2 separate regions of the Rattus norvegicus genome follow, and region 1 is linked to region 2. Evidence: chromatin contacts called from public Hi-C data. All regions are on one chromosome and are shown on one strand. Each heading gives the region's core, a stretch centred on a gene start, on an enhancer-like site or on the middle of the called end of the contact. The rest is flanking DNA. Distances are from core to core; before and after follow the strand shown.

Region 1 (3,068 bases), core at 360-2,859, 73 kb after region 2:
GTGTTCTGACCTACGGACTGTGTTCTGACCTACGGACACTCTCCAGTGTGTAGCTCTAATACAGTGTGAGCCCATTCCTGCTTTTTGCAGTCTGCGGCAGCCCCAAGTTTCCTTGTGATCTTGATTTTTCTGGATCTCTCAATTCTCACCTCGAAGAGACCCTGGAAGCTTTGGAGCCTCTCTAGCAGGAGTATTGGGCGCTTACCCCAGCAGTCCGCAAAACTCTGCTCCTCTGGGGTGAGCATAGGCGCCTGAGACTTGTTTCTTTGCCACTTCCACTCTCCCACACGCACAGGTCCACCTTGGCAGAGCAGTAGATCGTAACTGTTGGGACTTGCCTGTGATCTCTAAGCCTGGTCAGTGCTCGGGTGTTTGCTGATTGATTGAATTGATTGATAGGGACTCTCTTCTTCACAGAGGTACAGCTGCAGATACAGCTGCGCTTAGGCACCTAGGCACACTCCTCACCCGCTCCTTCATTCCGTCTGGAACCTGAGGAGCCCAGGGGACTGATAGAGTGCCACATAAATGACAACTAGACACAAATGAAGATTCTCTAGATCAGTGTAGGAGCAGCCATGACACTACCAGAATTCCAGCCCTGCCACGGCCCCTCATAGATCCTGTTGGAGCAGATCTCAAGTAGCAGAAGAAAGCCTGGGAGGCAGATACACCATCTTAAAGTTAGTAGTAGTCATGGCTTGTCACTGTTCCTCGTGTGACTGCTAGGTCCCTTTAACTTAATGTTTCACGTAAGGGCGCAGCCAGGTGCTTTGTTAGAACTGGGTTACACACTCCAAGGAAGACCACTTGAGTGTTGGGAACAATTTACATGTTGCTGTTAGGGTCCTTGGTGTGCGTCCCTGAAGATGATCCGGTATCTGCAGTGAAGAGGGCGTGGAATTGGTTAGTGCTGAGGGAGAGTGACGGCTGCAGCCCCACCCCCAGCCTCTAGCAGGCTACTTGTGCCACCGATTCCGGCCCTGCCATTCACTGACAAACAGCTGTCTCCTCGGTGCCAAGGCCGATTTGCTGGGCTCTGGCAAACATTCCAAGGCCATTAGTGCTCAGCAGCCTTGTGCTACTCCAAGAGCCAAGGCAGGAGGGGCACATTGGTGAGAGGCATTTGCTGCCAGCACTTGGGCTGTCTTGGCAGATGAAGCCACCTCACGGGTGTTGTGTCACAGAGCAACAGAACCTCCCTTTCACCCCTTCCTCCTGTTGTCCTCTCTCTTAAGTCATAAACAGCTGGTCTCCCTCCTCCCAGTACAGACGTTCTACCACCAAGTGGGAACTCTGCAAACATTGCTGATGTAAACACACTGGATGACAGTGACCCTCAGATTAGTAAGAAATGACTGTCTAATATTTCACTAAGCCAGCAAGGATACCCACTCTAAATAACAGAGTCAGATGTTGGCTTTCCAGTGTCTCTAAACCTAACCTTTCCCTGAAAACCTCCATTTCTCTGAGAGCTGTGCATTTCTATGTGCTTTGCACTTGACCAAGATTCAATGGAGAGAATCCAGTCATTTGGCAAATGCTGATCAGACTCCTGTTCTGGGCCAAGTGCTGGACCAGGCACTGGCCAAAGATGGTGCCAATTAGAAACCCAAGTATGGTGTGTGCTGCTGGGGAGGGCCAGGGATCCAGAGGGAGCTCAAGCCACCCTAGCAACTCTGATCCTTCCCCATGCACACCAAGTGGGGATGGGGTTTCTCAGTCTCCTCCCAACCCTGGGAGAGGAAGAGGTAAGCCAGGCCTTTCCCGGCTCTCTGCTCAGGATACATAGCCTCACTGCCCTGACCTCTGTTTTTTCCCCATGGTAGCCGTTTGTGTTTAACTAACACAAACTGGGTAGTAGCGGTATAGCAGAAGGAATGCCACACCTAGCACCCAGGAGACAGGCAGAGAGAGAGCCTTTGTGTCCTTTCCTCTGGGAGGTCCCTGTTGATGCCCAGAGTTTATTCTCTGCTTCCCTACACCTCCAGCCCTGTCCTCCTGCCTCCTGTGAGGTCAGATCTCAGAGAAATCTGTGTCCTCCTCACAGAAATATGCAGTCCCTGGCATAAAGCCTGTCCCGTCATAGCTGGTAGACAGTGTACTTGTTTGCTTCCTCTGTGCCTGTCTTTTTTGTTGTTGGTTGGTTGTGCTTTGTTTGTCTGAAGTGGGTGTGTGTGTGTGTGTGTGTGTGTGTGTGTGTGTGTGTGTGGCCCTGGTTGTCCGGGAACTCACTCTGTAGACCAGACTGGCCTTGAACTCAAAGATCCACCTGCCTCAGTCTCCCCAGTGCTGGGACTGAAGGTGTCCATGGCCACACTGCCCCAGCATGGTCTCTAGATCTTCACCCTGAGCCTGAGGAAAGGACCACTGCTCCTTGAGAGAGTTCATTGTCTGCCCCCTGGGTGTTAAGGATAAAAATACCCCCACATTGTTCCATAACTTTCATTGTTGCCTGTAATGCTTAGTTTACAAAACAGCAAAACCCCCCACAACCCCTCTCGGTGAAAACACATAAGTACGTACAAGTGGATTCTAATGTAGCTGCAACAGCACCATAGTGTTCAGTTGGTGTGGGTCTTGGTTTGTTTTGCTGCAGGCAGTGTTAGGAATGGAAGCCAGGGCCTTGCACATGCCGGGCAGCACTCTCCTGTGGAGCAGCATCTCCAGTCCTGCAGCCGTCTGCGCTGAGGAAACACACGTGTGCTTAGGAGCATGTATGGGACTCCTCCAGCACTAGATTATTTTATGCATTTTCCGTTCATAGTATATCACCACAATGATGTGTAACTGGCACAGAGCGCCGTCCATGCCTTGGGCTGGTTGGTGCCCAGTGTGTTCCCGCTGTACGCAGTGTCCTTGAGCTCCAGAGTGAAGTTGGACATACCCCAGGGGCTCCTGGTTAACAAGATTTGAACTTTTAAAGGCCGTGTAATGCTTCCAACTCTTCAGCAAGCAGCAGCCCTCGTGATCAGTAAATACCCAGGGTGCTTGTCTCAGCAGATTTCACTGGGCTCCCCAAACAGGCTGAAGCCCAGAAAAGACCAGGATCCCTGTGGGTTCAGCGT
Region 2 (3,006 bases), core at 13-2,512:
TTTGACATAGAGCCTGGGGGCTCCCTTCCACACCATCCTTGCCCTCAGTCAGCCCTTCCCAAATGCTCAGTCCTGAGCACAGCTATGGTCTGCCTTGGTCTGGTTTGCAGCTTGGTTTGTGCTGCTCAGGTGCAGCGAAATTGAGGGTCTCCTGATGCTTATGACCGTGGCAGCCTCTGTCTGCTTCCTAGCCTGGTGCTTATTACCATGTCAGCCTCTGCTTCCTGGCCTTCTTGCTTCCAGTCACGGCCTCTCCTTTCTCTCTGTCCTAAAGTCAAACTCACCAGGTCTTCATCCACTTGATGCTCACTGCGTGCTGACTTGCTCTGGATCCTAGAAACTGGGTACTTGTAGCTCTCAGTATGACGAATGGGGTCTCTGCTTTCAGAGGGTGGGACAAGAAATGGGGAAACAGGTAAACCACCACAGTGTGTCACGGTCATGCAGGGGAAAATGGAATGTCTGAGCATGTGGAGGTCAGGTTAGAAAGGCCTGAGTTCTGGGTACAAGAAGCAGTCAGCCATTCAAAATGGCTAAGAGCAGGGTATAACAGGGACGAGAGACCAAGGTGAGAGTGAGCTTGGCACCGGGGAGAATGAGAGGAGGCGCTTGGTGTTGGGGAGTGCTTCTGTGTTCTGTAGGCCTCTGTGAGATTGCCTACATGGGCAGACTGTAGGTATGGGATTGGCAAATGTCTGTCTAGATGTTTAGAACAACCATACAGGCAGCTGTGGGTAGGGAGTGGGAGGGCAGGACTAGAGGCCCATATCTCAAGAGGTGACATAGGCCTGCTTTTAACATTATGACTTTCAAAACTTATTTGATCAAGATTCCTTCCTCACATTTGGGGTTATTTTATTTTCTTAAGCATGACATTTTTGAAACATATTGTGGGTAGAAAAACTCCAATCTAGCTCTTGAGTGTCATGGAGTGGGCCAGGTAGAAAAGGAATCCTCTTCAGACCCTCTCGTCTGTCTGCTTTCCTATTTCCTCCTTTTCTCTTATATCCTTCCTCTTTGGTCAAGTGGAAAAAGACGTCTGATCATGCCCTGGAAGCTCCTCTGAGTGAGGCCTGCTGTTTGGGGACCTGCTAACAAGCAGAAATAACCAGAGACTTATCAGGAACTGCCAGGCCTCAGACAGCCCTCGTGTCCGAGGCCAGGGCTGCTCTGGCTGCTGCTTTAATCCCTGAGCAGGATTTGTTTTTAGTTTCAGACTTGGTCACAGATCCAGAAAATTGAAGGTAGGCCTGAGGCTAGAGGAAGTAGGCAGAATGCTAATTTGCACTCCTTACTAGCCAACTCCAGAGCCATGCATAATACAAAGGCTTTCCTAAGGGTTTTCTGAGCTAAATGTATTTTGACTGCTCTCGGCTCTCCTGCAATCAGATAAAATTGTATCTAACCCAACTAAGCATTGAGTCTCACACTTTGCAAGCTTAAAAAGTCTGCCTGTTAGAAGTTAGATTTCTGTAACGAGAGAAAAAAGACTTTCCCCCAGCCAGATACCCATCATCCATATCCACTTGGCTCTAGGATCTAAGCGGTGCTGCTCACCACCACCATCTTGCCGGTTTGCAGACAGCAGAGAGGGCAAGCATCACTAAGCATCAAGGAAGGAGACAAATAACACAGATAAAGCAGCCATCCATCGCAGCAGAGGCCTGCCATGCAGCCTGTAGCAGCAGCCAGCCATATGCCACCCAGCAGAGCTGTGACATTTGCCGCTTCAGAAATGGGGGAGATATGTCAGTCAGGGTGGTTTAGGAAAAAATAAGTTGTGGCATGGTCTGTGCTGGCCCGAAGATTGTGTTTCCCTTCCCATGCATAAATGCTAAAGGGAAACACTCTAATGTTCTTATTGGCATGAGACCTGAGAGCAAGACCGTGTGTCTCCTCCCGGGGAGAAGGAAGCAGTTCATTTTCTGCTGCAGCTCTTCCTGTTCTGGCACCAGCCCCTTCCCCTCCAGTGGGCTCCGTCCCGCTCCTTCAAGGCACTAGGGAGAGCTTAGAAAGCGCCACCCACTAACAACTGGGTGTGCAGAGAGGCCGCTGATTTCCGATTTTCTCCATGTCCCGATGTTGCCCCTGAGTCTCACCCAGAAAGAGCAGAGGCTGTTTGACATCTGTCTTTCTTCTCCTTGCTGTCACCCTTAGGCTCTGTCAAACCAGGTCTGTAGAGTTCAGCTTTCTCCACAAAGGCTCCAAAAGTGTGGTGGCACGCTCACTGCGCTCTCCATCCTTCTCTCTGTCTTTCTGTTCTCCAAAGTAATAGAGTTGCTCACCATTGCCTCCAGCTCTGTGACTCTGACCAGGTGCCTAACCTCTCTGAGCCTTTGTTGTGTCGTCTGTGAGAGTCGTGAGCCTTAGCCAGGGTAGATGGAGTACTGTCCGAAAGCAGTCATGGTGCACACAGTGAATGTGTAAGTTATTTGGTGAGGTAAGCTTCTCAGGTATCTGTTACCTGCAGAGGTGTTCAAGACCTTGAAGTGTGCCAAGGTGCAGGAGGTAAGGGGCTTACTATCAAAGAACTGGCCTCTTCTTCACCAGTGAGGTAAAGACATGGAGTGGGTATAAAGCTCGATGCAAACTTGATCATGGGCATTTTGAGTTGTTCTTTAGCCAAAAGTAGTGCCCCACATTTCCCTGCAATTGCTGCAGAATTCTTCTTTATCCTCATTTCCTACATAAGGCAAGCAAGGCATTGGGAAGGGGAGGGAGGCTATACACAGCAGGCAAGTCTTCCTGGATGCCTGATCACAACTGTCTTAGCTGAATAGTCTCTTCCCCAGGAGAGAAAACCAGGGCCTGCCTGCCTGCCTGCCTGCCTGCCTGCCTGCCTGCCTTCCCAGCATGCCCTGGGGTTACCCACAGGCAGTCCCCCAGAACCTGTTGTACAGTTGGCAGTATAAAGTAGGATAGGCTTTCTTCAAGATTCTAGAGGGAAACCCGACTTTGGTGTCACTCCTTGGCAGATGTGCACTATTGGCTGTATTCTGTAGCTAC

The links. Hi-C and Micro-C count contacts between places; a contact is called where the count stands out from the background.
Region 1: a contact with region 2 is called in a Hi-C map of frontal cortex, with 1.5 times the contacts expected there. The contact joins two enhancer-like sites. A contact is called at or near these places in 3 of 12 Hi-C or Micro-C datasets (frontal cortex, kidney and prefrontal cortex).

Annotation. Positions count from the first base shown.
Region 1 is chr3:166,950,207-166,953,274 of GRCr8, forward strand. All of the region lies in intron 13 of Ctnnbl1 (catenin, beta like 1), which reads left to right. Among named protein-coding and RNA genes, the nearest start is that of Vstm2l, 39 kb to the right of the region's middle. Within about 2 kb of position 1,610, at least 25 of the 93 cell types and tissues checked have an H3K27ac peak or open chromatin away from gene starts, as enhancers often do.
Region 2 is chr3:166,877,494-166,880,499 of GRCr8, forward strand. All of the region lies in intron 5 of Ctnnbl1 (catenin, beta like 1), which reads left to right. Among named protein-coding and RNA genes, the nearest start is that of Ctnnbl1, 71 kb to the left of the region's middle. Within about 2 kb of position 1,263, at least 18 of the 93 cell types and tissues checked have an H3K27ac peak or open chromatin away from gene starts, as enhancers often do.